3 separate regions of the Mus musculus genome follow, and regions 1 and 3 are each linked to region 2. The links are chromatin contacts, called in public Hi-C and HiCAR-type maps. All regions are on one chromosome and are shown on one strand. Each heading gives the region's core, a stretch centred on a gene start, on an enhancer-like site or on the middle of the called end of the contact. The rest is flanking DNA. Distances are from core to core; before and after follow the strand shown.

Region 1 (3,930 bases), core at 217-2,716, 400 kb before region 2:
CCAGGGAATGTAGGCCTCCAGCACAAGCAGTAACTCTTATCCTGAAAGTCTGGAGAAAGTGCTACAAGATTTGAGCGTGGGAAATTGTGTGGGTAGGTGTGTGCACATGTATGTGCCTGGTGAAGATCTGTGGCTGCCGTTCCAGAGAGGGCTGGAAGAGAAGCGATGTGTTCATGACCTGCCTAGAGACTCTCCTCTCACAGCCCTCTCCTCAGTCCAGCAGACAGTCGGGGAAGGAGAAGTAAATGGCTGGGGTGTGTAGATTCTGTAGTCTCTGGGGAGTGGATCAGTGCCTGGGAAGAGTCAGGCAAGGGTTGAGGGTTCCTGTGCTGCATAGACTGGATGCGTCTTCTCAGGTGGTGTGTGGTGAGGTGGGTGGCTGGGGTAGGTGGGTGGCTGCTGAGATGGGGTGTGGTGGGTGAGTGGGTGGCTGAAAAGGGTGGGCAGGTAGCTGCTGAGCTGGGGTGTGCAAGTGGTGAATGGCTGGGACCTAGGAACCCTCACTCCCGTCTCCAGAGCTGCAGGGTGCTGGGGGCAGGGGTCTGCAGGGTGCTGGGGTCAGGAGTCTGCAGAATGCTGGGGACAGGGGTCTGCAGGGTGCTGGGGACAGGGGTCTGCAGGGTGCTGGGGACAGAGGTCTGCAGGGTGCTGGGGACAGGAGGGCTGCAGGGTGCTGGGGACAGGGGGCTGTAGGGGGCTGGGGACAGGAGGGCTACAGGGTGCTGGGGACAGGGGGCTGCAGGGGGCTGGGGACAGGGGGCTGCAGGATGCTGAGAGGAAAGAGGAAGAGTGAGGGCGGAGCAGCAGGGTGGTTCTGAGAGACTTCACTGACAACTGGGGGTCTCTGTGTGTCCTCATCTTTTCTACCTGTCCAGTGCCCAAGACTACATCCTATAACCAAAAGGCTCTATCCTGCTTGGATAGTTGAGTCCAGTTCTGTCCATCTTCATTTGAGGTGCTGCAGCCAAGCTGGGCTAAACCAATAGAGAACTGGACCTAGAAGGTCTGTGAAGTGGGTGAGAGGCCAAGCTGGGATAAGATGGACCCAGTCCTGTTTTCCCCCTTGATCTGGAGGGAACAGTGGCAAGGTCAGACTGTGCGGAAGCTGCTAGGGGCCCGCAGGTGCTGCGGGTAGCTAGCTGGGCAGGGGCAGGACCTGATGAGCCAGATGGAGAGGGAGGGTGCTTTTCCGGTGCAAGAACAATGCAGATGTCTCAGCCAGCAGGGGGCACTGGTGCTGCAGAAATCCTGCCCAGTGGCCATCAGGGAGTTTGATGGCATGGAGTCTCAAGACCTGGAGCAGGGATGAGCCCAGCAGTATAGGGAATAGATGATCTGGGCAAACCACAAGACACCCGAGGGCTTGGATGCTTGGCTGCTGCTTTCTGTGACTTTGGATAAGCCAGTGTTTGCTAGCGTATGTGGGGTATGACGGCAGGAAGGCATGGCGGCAGGAGAGGCTGGAGGCTGGGGTAGCAGAGTGACTACAGATTAGTTCCGCACGGTGGCAGTCAGGAAGCAGAGACTCCACACAGTAACTTGCCAGATAAAACCATCTAGCTCCACCCTGACAGCTCTACATAGTCCCCAATGCCCAAAGGGCCCCCAACATCCCCAAACAATGCTGTGGGCCACATAGACATTTGTGGGGGATTCTTCATATTCAGATCACAACACCAATTTGCCTTCTGAAGAGCCCATTTCCATTTGTATTGTAGTCCCAATGTAGGCTGGCACCTGAGACTATGGATTTCCGGGCGAAAGGTGTGATTGACTCACACAGAACAACTCCTTCACCTCTGGTTCCAGTTCCCATCTCTCTAAAAGGAAGCTGCTCTCAGCAACGCCCCCATGAGGTGTGGTGAGGCCCTGTGCCCATCGCATAATGAGCAGCTGCGGTGAGAAGAACAAAACCTAAGGCTAGACATAGTAACTAGCTCAGAGGACATCCACACCCCAGCCACTGGCCCAGGGTCTCCTACCTTCCCATTCAGGCCAGGGCAGGTACACTGCTCAGGGCAGAGCCAAGCCTTCAGTGTAGGATGAGACTGCCCACTGTGGGAAGATGGGGCTGGAGCCTCAGCCACCTGCCAGGTTTGCTTACTGACTCTCAGTCTCAGCATGAATCAGGAAGACTCTTACTCTATTGTCTAGAAGTCAGCATGGGTGCTTTCTGCAGGCTACACACACAGGTGGGATGAAAGGCCAAGGTCATGGAGTCAGTGGGTGGCAAGGCCAGACTGGCTCCCAGTGCCTGGCTCCCCCTACCACTGCTCTCTGCTGGGGGGTAGGGGCCTCTGAAGCTATCAAGATGTTCAGTGCCTAGAGAACCTGGGCAAGTCCTTCCCTCTTAGCCTCAGGCTCCTCTGCTTCAAGCACACAAAGAACAATTTTATTAAAAGTCAGCAGGGATAGCTTCAACCACAGCAACAGAGAGGCAGAGGCAGGCAGATCTCTGAGTTCAAGGCCAGCCTGGTCTACATAGTGAGTGCCAGAACAGCCAGGGCTACACATGGAAACCCTGTCTCAAACACACACACACACACACACACACACACACACACACACACACACACACTCATTTATTTTTCTTATAGATTTTTTAAATTATCTTTATTTTATAAGTATGCGTGTTTGCATGCCTATGTGTCTGTGCATCACTTTCTTGCCTGGTGCTCACAGAGGCCCGAAGAGAGCATCAGACTCCCTGAAACTAGAGCTGCAAACAGCTGTGAGATACCATGTGGTGCTAGGACTGGAACCCAAGTCCTCTAGACGTGCTACTGAACTGTCTCTCCAGGCCCTTTATAGTGTGTGTGTGTGTGTGTGTGTGTGTGTGTGTGTGTGCGTGTGCATGTCTGTGCGTGTGTGTGTTCACACCCAGGACGGAGAATAGTCAGAGGACAACTCTCAGGAGTCACTTCCCTACCACCATGTGGGGTCCTGGGACAGAGCTCAAGCTTTGATGACAAGCACTCCTAACTGGTTGAGTCATTTTGCCAGCCCAATTAAAAAAGTTTTGAATGTACTTATATAGTATTATGGCGGAAGGCTGCGTGCACGCCACACACATATAAGACATCCAAGGAGAACTCGAGTCGAGTCTCTCCTTCCACCTGTACGTGGATTCTGGGGATTGGACTCGGGTTGCCAAGTTTGTGCGAGTGCTTCTACTGGCTGCACCTTCTCACTGGCACACAAAGAACAGTTTTAAAAATGTCCATCCTAACATATCAATTCGCAGAACATCAGATCTGCAGCCTGGATTCTTTCTCCGAGGGTGTGTGACAGAGTGTCAGGGTTCTGCTGGGTGGGTTTTCTTTTCAAAGGGGCTCTCTGCTCTCTCAAGTGCTCGCCCGGGGTTCTCCCGTCAGACGACGGTCCTTGGAAGCTAACGCCTTGCGTTTTCACCATGTTTATATACGTTTCGTCTCCACTCTGAGGCACTTAATATTTTTCTAGTGGTTTGTTTTAATCAACATATCACATAAAGAAGAATCTTGATTTTAAAAACTGAATCCTGATGGGTTTTATTTAACTGTTTATGGATAATAGGATCGCTGCACGGCGCTGTAAGATTAGCTCACAACTTCGGGAAAATATTTGACTTTTAAAATACACCCAAGGTGGAGCTGCAACTATGACTCGTGAAGCCAGACAAGGGAGTGAAAGCATTGTAGCTTTCAGCAATGGACATTCATAATTTCCTGTTAGAGACCTGGAATTTGAGTTTCACATGTTCTTGATTCTTTTAAAACTCTTTTCAGCATTCATTTTTAGATTCTTCAATATCATTTTGAATGGGTGACACACATGACTAAAATGAATCTAATTTTTTTTTCTGGTCTGAAGAGGGTCACAGTGTGAATTTCCAAATCTTCTTTAAAGGCATGCACCACGAGAGTTCCCACGGGCTTTTTCATACCCTAT
Region 2 (4,157 bases), core at 744-3,243:
CTTTGCCTCTCTCTACCTAGAGCAGGCCCATCCCAGCATCCCCCCCCCATGGTTTCTGGTTCTCCTACAGTTCCAGGAATAGATAATAATATACTGTAGGTTCAAAGCATGTACACAAACATCACTGTGCATCCTTGTCAGGGCAGGCCCAAGAGAGGGGACTTATCACTCCATTACACAGTTGATGCCATGATAACACAGAGAGGGCAAGCAATGTGAGCAGAGATGCACAGCAGACCCAGCACTGTACTCTCTCTAAGGGGTTGGGGTTCCTAAGTCCCTCTACCCACCTGCCGCCTGTGATCAAGCAGCCCAACACCTGGTGGCAGAGCTAGTAGAGATCAAGGCCTTGGGTGCCCACTAGCCTGGGAGCTAGGGCTTGCCAGGCGTGGAGAACCATCTGGATGACCTCTAGCACACTGCTTCACCCGTCTTAGACTCACAATGGCATCCTCAGGGTGTCAGCAGAAAGATGAGAGACGGTTTCAGTTTGCTGGATGATAGAGCAGCTGCTGTTGGCTGTTATTGCCGTTGACATACCGAACTAAACCCAAAAGAAAAAGTTTAAAACTGACTGGTGCAAGAGAGCCCAGAGCAAAGGCCTTTGTGACACTTCTCACTCTGAGACGTCATTCCCACCCACGACATTCATCAGGGAAACAGCGGTAGTTACAGTGCACAACTCTGATGAGCACTGGGCCTTGGTTCTTTCTGCTTGATGACTCCTGGCTCTCCTTCTGGAGCCCCGTGGCAGGAACCCATCGTGAAAGGGGAAGGCAGTGTCTACTCTTGCATGGCCTTGTCCCAAGCTGGCTGCCATGGCTGTGCTCTTTTACTCTGGTACGACACAGGCAGGAAGGAACAGAAGGCGAAATGTCTGCTTTGATAATGTGTAAAAGCGGAGTGTCCCATAGAAGAGAAGGTGGAGAAGATTGGGGTCAGGCCGGGGCATCTGAGGACCAGAGTCTCATGCCTAAAGAAGGAGGTGACTCCAGGTCATTAAGATTGGGCGGGCAAGCTGGGGGCATAGCTCATTTGGTAATTACTTTAACACGCATGAAACCCTGGATTTAGTCCCCAGCATTGAATAACCTGGGCATGATGGGGCATACCCCCCTTCTCTCTCTCTCTCTCTCTCTCTGTGTGTGTGTGTGTGTGTGTGTGTGTGTGTGAACAATTAAAGAAAAAAGAGGACATTAATTTTAGAACAAGAGGGAAGGGTTGAAGGGGGGAAATGATATAATTTCTTATTTAAAAAAAATGTTAACAGAGCTAGGCTCCAGGGTCATACAATTTCTACTCCAATTCCATCCCCACGACTCTTTAGACATGAAGTCACTCAGAATACCCATCTGTAAAAGTGGCCATAAGCCAGACCTTATGGAAGGGCACTGAAGATGAATCAGGTTGCCTCTGCCTGGCTCCACAGCTGGTACTAAGCAAGTCGCTGAGAAATCTGAACCTGAACCCTCTAAGTGGCGAAGTCCACCACCAGAGATAGCATCTTAGCGTTTGGAAGGAGGGAGACAAGGTCAGTAAATAAGGAAGGCTGCAGTGTGATCCTGGATAGGCCAGGGAGAGATGGATACCCTTGGAAAGGGCTTCACCGAGCTGGGGGCGGGGGCTGGGGGCGGAGCCTGGAGGTGGCAAGCACACAGAACACTTAGGCTAGGAGGCTCCTGTCACTCAGCAGAGAAGGCAAACTTCATTGTGCCCTTTGTTCCCTGCTTCGGTTCTCAGTTCCTTCTGTCACAGCGCCACCTCACACAGTGTCCCCTCCCTGATCCCTACATATATCATACTACCCACTCCCTGAGCTGAGGGATTTTCCTTACAGCACCCCGCACACTCTGTTATGACGTTCCTTAGTCTGTTGTGGAGTTGCCTGGTTTCCTGAAGCAGATCTAGCCCCTTGAGCAATGATGGTACACAGCGCATGCTTGGTGAGTAGGGGTGAAGCAGGTGGGTGGCTGAACAGTGGAGTGTCAAGGCCAGCGGGAGGAGCATGTGAGAGATGGTTTATGCCCAAATTAGGGAGTGCTGCGAAGGCCTGCTAAGGAGCTTGAGTGCCAGAGAACCAACAGCCAGTGAGGTGGTTCAGAGCATAAAAGGGCTTTCTGGGAAGTTTGATGACCTAAATTTGGTCACCAGAACTGACATGAAGGCAGAAGGAAAGAGCTGACTAAATAAAAAGGTCTCCGACTTCTACGCGCAGGCACACACAGACCCCCTAAAATAAAATTAAAAAAAAAAAATTTAAACTCTGAAAACCCAGGCATGGTGCTTGTGCCCTATAACCCCAGCTTTTCAGAAGGCTGAGGAGGTGGGCATGGCTGGAGCCCAGGCTTTCCAGGCCAGCCTGGGCTACACAGTGAGAGAGCAAGTGGGGGTTGGGAGGTGAGAAAGAGACCAGGTTAGCTTTTAAAGTCTAAGTGGACTTTGTTCTCCTAGACTGCCCTGAATGGAGTTCCAGGCTGGTCACAGGGCTGTGGACAAGGATAAACGGCGTTCAGTACCACATGAGCTTCTGTCCAGATATAACCTGGTGGAGCAGCAGGCTTTCAAGATGGGGGGGGGGGGTAAACACACAGCCTGGGGCTCCACTGTCCAACAGAAGGGTGCCAGGCCTGAACAATGACAGGCGAGAAAAGGACACAAGCCACAGGGAGGGGGGCGGCGGGGGAGGGGAGACATTCTGCCCTTGGCTTCTCTTTTGGATCCCTAGGAAAGGCTCTCCTCTCTCGGCCTGGCTGCCTCTATCCTGAACACCTGTCCTGTGGGCACGGACACTAGAGGAAGAGGTGTGGAGCTCAACAAAGGAGCATTCTCCTAGCCAGGACGGGAATCAATGGAAGCTTGTTTGCCTTGCTTCCTGGGGCGCAGCCAGGCATGCTGGGGTGGGGACCTGGGCAGCAGGTGGGAACACAGAGTCCTGGGCTAGGCGAGCCTTGAAGCATTGTTTTGGCTCCAGGGGAGCTACACCTGTGTCCCTGAGCACCCAAGCAGGTGGCTGCAGGCTGCTTGAGAAAAACCAGCCATGCCGCCATTCTCCCTCTCTGGTTCAGGGCCTTCCTCAGAGCCCTGTGCATGACAGGAGAACATTGTTTCCAAACTTGCCACTAGCAGAGGTATAAAATGCCACATTGTCACTCCAAAATCTTTCTTTGTTTTTGAGAAAGTTTCTTTGTATAGCCTTGGCTGTCCTGGAACTTTGCTCTGTAGATCAGGTTGGCCTTGAACTCAGAGATCCCTCTGCCTCCCAAGTGCTGGGATTAAAGGTGTGTGCTAGCACTGCCAGGCCCAATCTCTGACTTTTAAAAGGCATGTGCTCAGGAGAGAGGGATCAGTGGTTAAGAGCTGGTGAAGCGCCGGGCGGTGGCACACGCCTTTAATCCCAGCACTCTGGAGGCAGAGGCAGGCGAATTTCTGAGTTCGAGGCCAGCCTGGTCTACAAAGTGAGTTCCAGGACAGTCAGGGCTACGCAGAGAAACCCTGTCTTGAAAACAAAAACAACAAAAAAACCCCAAAAAACAAACAAACAAAAAAAGAGCTGGTGAGGCTCTTCCGGAGTACAGGAGCTCAGCTCCCAGCACTCACGCTGACTGATTCACAACTTTCTGTAACCCTAGCTCCATGATATCCAGCATCCTTTTCTGCCCTCTGCAGGCACCTGAGCCTGAGCCTGTGAGTACACACATGCAGGAAAGGGTGGGGTGTGTGTGCGTGTTTAAATAATAAAGAATAATGGGAACCTTCAGAGACTCTGGGACTTGGGAATGAGGATTTGTCTACAGTTGCTTGTGGATGGCCACTGGGCCTACCTTACCATCAAGCATAGCTTTGAAGAAAGAGCCCTGGGTGCAGCAGATGAACACCCAAGCCTGAGTTCCAACCTGAACTGAAGTTCTATTTCCTCATCTGAAACCAGGGGAACTGAACCCTCACTGCAGACAGGAATCTGGTCACAGTGTGTGTGTGTGTGTGTGTGTGTGTGTGTCTGTGTGTGTGTGTGTGTGTGTGTGTCTGTGTATGCACACGTATTCTCGAGTATGAGAATCTGCATGCAGACAGCTTGTTTTCTATACATGCCTGGGATATAAGAAAGATGTTTTCCATCACCTACTGTGCAGAGAGGGTGAGCACCTTGCCCCATGGGC
Region 3 (3,939 bases), core at 1,309-3,808, 340 kb after region 2:
CTTCCTGTTATATATTGTTTCTGGGGACAGGGAAAAGAAGGGACACACAGCAAAAGTCACCAGGAAGCAGAGGTAGGAGCCCAGCATTTCCTTCACAAATATCCCCTGACCCCCATGGCACAAGCATGAACCCGCATGGATCTTCTTTCCCCTAAGTTATCCCCAAGGGACCACCCCTTCTTCCAACTTTGTCTGTTCTCACCTTCTCCTCCAAACATTTTTGTCACATCCTCCCACAGGGACACCTCCTTCAACTTCACCCAGGTCGCCTCAGTGGCCGGGGTGATCAGGAGCTGCTGAGGCATGATGGCGCCGGCCTGACTGGGGGTGGCAGCTTCGGGTGGGGAAACTGCTGGAACTTTCGATGAGAGGCTTCCTGGTTGTATCGTCCTCAGGCCATAATCTTTTACCCTGGAAGAGTTGTTGAGCCCCTGCAATATCAGAGACCATTGTGAGATGAAGAACTCTGGGTATAGACGCTTCATCTTTGGGAGGCAGTCCTGTAAGCTGCTTTGAGGCCTTTGGACTCCCCTTCCTTTTCTTTCTTGCGACAGGATTTCTCAGTATAGCTCTGGATGTTCTGGAATTCACTCTGTAGACCAGGATGGTCTTGAACTTAGATATCTATCTGCCTCTACCCCCTGAGTGCTGTGATTAAAGGTGAGCACCACTATGTTTGGCTGTACTTTCTTTTAAACTTTATTTGTCTGTCTGTCTGTCTGTGTGCCATGGTGCTCAGCTGGAGGGTACAAGATAACTTATGGGAGTCCATTCTCTTCTTCCAACAAGTGGGTCAGAGGGATTGAGCTCAGGCTGTACGACTTGGCAGCAGGTGCCTTTCCCCACTAAGCCATCGGACTAACCTGCTTTGTGTGCCTAGAGAGCAAAAGGCATGAAAGGAGAGACCCAGAGAACCCATCATACAGCCAGAAGTCCAGAACTGTCTTTATAGCTGCAAAAAGGCCTAGAAGATTCGGCACCAATACTGAAATAATAGTGTCCTGGATACAGAAGTAACCCTCAACTTTAAACACATAGATACAAAGACGCCAGTACCAAAGGAAAAAAAAAAGTACAAATGTCCACATGCCCTGACCTGACCACCTTGTAAGCTGCATGCCCCTTCTGCCTGCTTACATATTTGGAGCTGGCGCCAAGGAAGGCTCTTTGATGTCTGACCTGTATGTAAAGCTGAGACCTGAGGCACTTCAAGTCTGACCTTCAGTTTCCTCATCTATAAAATGTGGATGTTAACTACTGCACAGGGATGCAGTGTTGAGACAATGTTAGGTCTACTAAGTTAACAATTAAGACCTTTTTATTTTAAAGCTGTACAATAAACATTATCTTAAAGTTTAAAAAAAAAATCACGGGCTGAAGAGATGGCTCAGCAGTTAAGAGCACTGACTGCTCTTCCAAAGGTCCTGAGTTCAAATCCCAGCAACCACATGGTGGCTCACAACCATCCCTAATGAGATCTGACACCGTCTTCTGGGGTTTCTGAAGACAGCTGCAGTGTACTTATAATAAAGAAATAAATCTTTAAAAAAAATTAAAAATAAAAAAAATCACATGCGTTTATTTATGGGGGTGGAGGTCACATGCCAACTTTTGAGAGTTGGTTCTCTCCTTTTACCAGGGCATCAGACCTGTCTGCCAAAGCCTTTACGGGGCCCCAGTGGCCATCATGTTTTAGAGTTATTTTAGAAAACAATTAGAAAGCTCAGCTTGAATATCTCAGTTGATAAAACAGTAATTCACAGGGCTGCGCTTTGTCATAAGCCAGCAGCAACAGTCGTCATCACACACTCCAAATGCCCAGCACAGCTGGTGAAACGAATCCCCGGTTCAGATGCAATTAAAACTGCAGGGTTATGTGCTCCCACAGAGCTGGAGAGGAGGAAATATAGTATGTCAAGTGCAAGTAGAACCACTACAGAACTGACCATAACAGCAATTTGGAAACAACCCGAATCCATCATCTGAATCGCCCATTCAGCATATGAATAGTTGTGGACACTGGGACCAGATTCAGTGGACCTGATACCCAAACGCAGCTCTCTCTCGGGGAGGGGACTGCTCTTTGAAGTCTGGGGGAAGAGGAGGAAAGGTGAAAGACTGCCTGTCCAAAAAGACCGGAGTTGGTGCAAATAGCCCCGACTATGTAAAAAGTCTCGTCACTAAGTGCAAACTTTGTGCTGTTCCTTCCGAAGGAGCTGGCAATCCCAGAAGCTTGCTGAACGACCCATCGGCAGAACTTCGCAGGCAGCCACCCGGTCGAGCTCGCAGCTCCGCAGCAGAGTCGCCTACTCACCGGAGGATCTCCGGATCCGTTCCCGCCAGCCTTCCACGCTCACACCGCGGCGCCCAGTGCGCAGCGTGGCTTCCGAGGGACACAGGACACCGTCGGCCTCCGGGCTGGACACCGGCCTCTCCCGCTTCTCACCCGCCGCACCCGGGAGCGGAGCTCCGCGCGCACAGGCGTCCTGCCCGGCCTTCTGTCCCAGCCCAGGACCTGCGGCGCCGGCTGCGGCTCAGATGCCCGAGCTCCGCCGTTTCACCCCGCCCCTCTAGCCCGGTTCGTGTCCCCGCGCCTCCACCCGGGACCCGCCCACCCCACGCTGCTCGCGTCAGCGCCCTGCCCGTGGCTCCGCCCACCCGGGTGCTGCGCGACCCAGATCCCGGAAGCCGGAAGCCGCCCGGGCAGACCCAGGGGCGGTGTCCAGCGAAGCCGGCAGCCCCTGCTGAGGGTCTCCTGTACCCCGTGGCCCGGCGAGTCTTCCTGGAGAAGCCGCTTCTCTGTCATTCTTTCATTCTTAAGGCTTCAGGATGCAGCCTTAAATCGCACGCAGTTCCTGCTCTCTCCTAATCTCCTAATTCTGGTGAATTCGATAAGTAGAAAAATAGACAATCCAAAAGGCAACAGGGGCCTAGAAAACAATAAACTTAAAAAAAAAATTCCGGGATATGTATTTTTAATGTCCCTAAAGACATGTATTAGTTTGCTTAAGGCTGCCTCCCACCCCCAAAGAAAAACACTTCACACCGGTGACTTAAACAATAGGAATTTATTTTCCCATGGTCCTGGAAGGTAGAACCCCTTTCTTCCCATATTCTCACGGCGTGTTTCCTGAGTGCCTGTAGCTAGGGGAAGTGTCTGGTGTCTGAGTTAGCCTTCCTCAGTTCCTCAATTTAACTTATCTCTTTAAAAGTTCAGTAAACATATGGCATTGAGAAAATAAAACTGAGCCCACTGGAAGATACAGAAGAGATGACGACAGAGTAAACACTTACCAGAGCAAAAATTGGAAAACCAGCATCCAGAAAGTTAATCCAAGTTGAAAGCGGCTTTTGCCCAGCTATCTGGAAAACAGACCTTTCATACTGCACATAGAGACTGGGAGGGGGAAAAATGAGCGGACTTGGGACTGATATAGGAAACCCTCTCCACATGAGTAGAACCTCGAAGGGCTGGGTGTTCTCTTTAATGTGTGTGTGTGTGTGTGTGTGTGTGTGTGTGTGTGTGTGTGTGTGTGTGTCTGTGTGTGTTTGGGATGGGGGAAGATAAGTGAAACAACATGGGAAAAATTCATGAACTGCAAAAAAATTTCGTGTCGTTGGCTGTGATCTTCGTTCAAAGTCATCTCTATCTATTGAGTTGAAGACAGTGGCACTTGGGCTGTAAATTAATTTGCAAAAAAAAAAAAGACAAATTGGCAGTAGAGAGTTTATTAAACACTACTGTACAGTTGCATCTGGTGCTCCTGGAAAAGGGATTGCACCCCTGAGAGGAGTGGAAGATCTTTGGAGTTGGCAGAACTAAAGCTCTGAGTTTATCTCATGAGCTGTTTGTCAGTGTCCCCATCTAAGGGACCCGCTGACTTCTGTCTTGCTAAGCAGTTAGTCTTACTGCACTAAGTAACTAATTAGCTAACTCTT

The links. A called contact is a pair of places that touch in the nucleus more often than the background predicts. HiCAR-type assays count read pairs that join an accessible place to other places.
Region 1: a HiCAR-type map of embryonic stem cells shows a contact between it and region 2, with 3 times the contacts expected there. The contact joins two enhancer-like sites. A contact is called at or near these places in 1 of 484 Hi-C or Micro-C datasets (embryonic stem cells) and 1 of 115 datasets of contacts at active chromatin or transcription factors (embryonic stem cells).
Region 3: a Hi-C map of forebrain shows a contact between it and region 2, with 4 times the contacts expected there. The contact joins the promoter of Zfp69 here to the enhancer-like site in region 2. A contact is called at or near these places in 1 of 484 Hi-C or Micro-C datasets (forebrain) and 2 of 115 datasets of contacts at active chromatin or transcription factors (embryonic forebrain and embryonic stem cells).

The regions. Positions count from the first base shown.
Region 1 is chr4:120,214,900-120,218,829 of GRCm38.p6, forward strand. The region is part of intron 1 of Gm36134 (a long non-coding RNA gene); the gene reads right to left. Among named protein-coding and RNA genes, the nearest start is that of Gm36013, 26 kb to the left of the region's middle. Within about 2 kb of position 1,467, at least 14 of the 459 cell types and tissues checked have an H3K27ac peak or open chromatin away from gene starts, as enhancers often do. A contact at or near this core is called in embryonic stem cells, where this site is marked.
Region 2 is chr4:120,614,003-120,618,159 of GRCm38.p6, forward strand. No RefSeq gene overlaps it. Among named protein-coding and RNA genes, the nearest start is that of Gm8439, 27 kb to the left of the region's middle. Within about 2 kb of position 1,994, at least 99 of the 459 cell types and tissues checked have an H3K27ac peak or open chromatin away from gene starts, as enhancers often do. A contact at or near this core is called in embryonic stem cells and forebrain, where this site is marked.
Region 3 is chr4:120,949,130-120,953,068 of GRCm38.p6, forward strand. It overlaps Zfp69 (zinc finger protein 69), which reads right to left and starts at 2,559. Exons shown (of 6, transcript NM_001384119.1): 1 at 2,315-2,559; 2 at 203-431. The coding sequence starts at 305.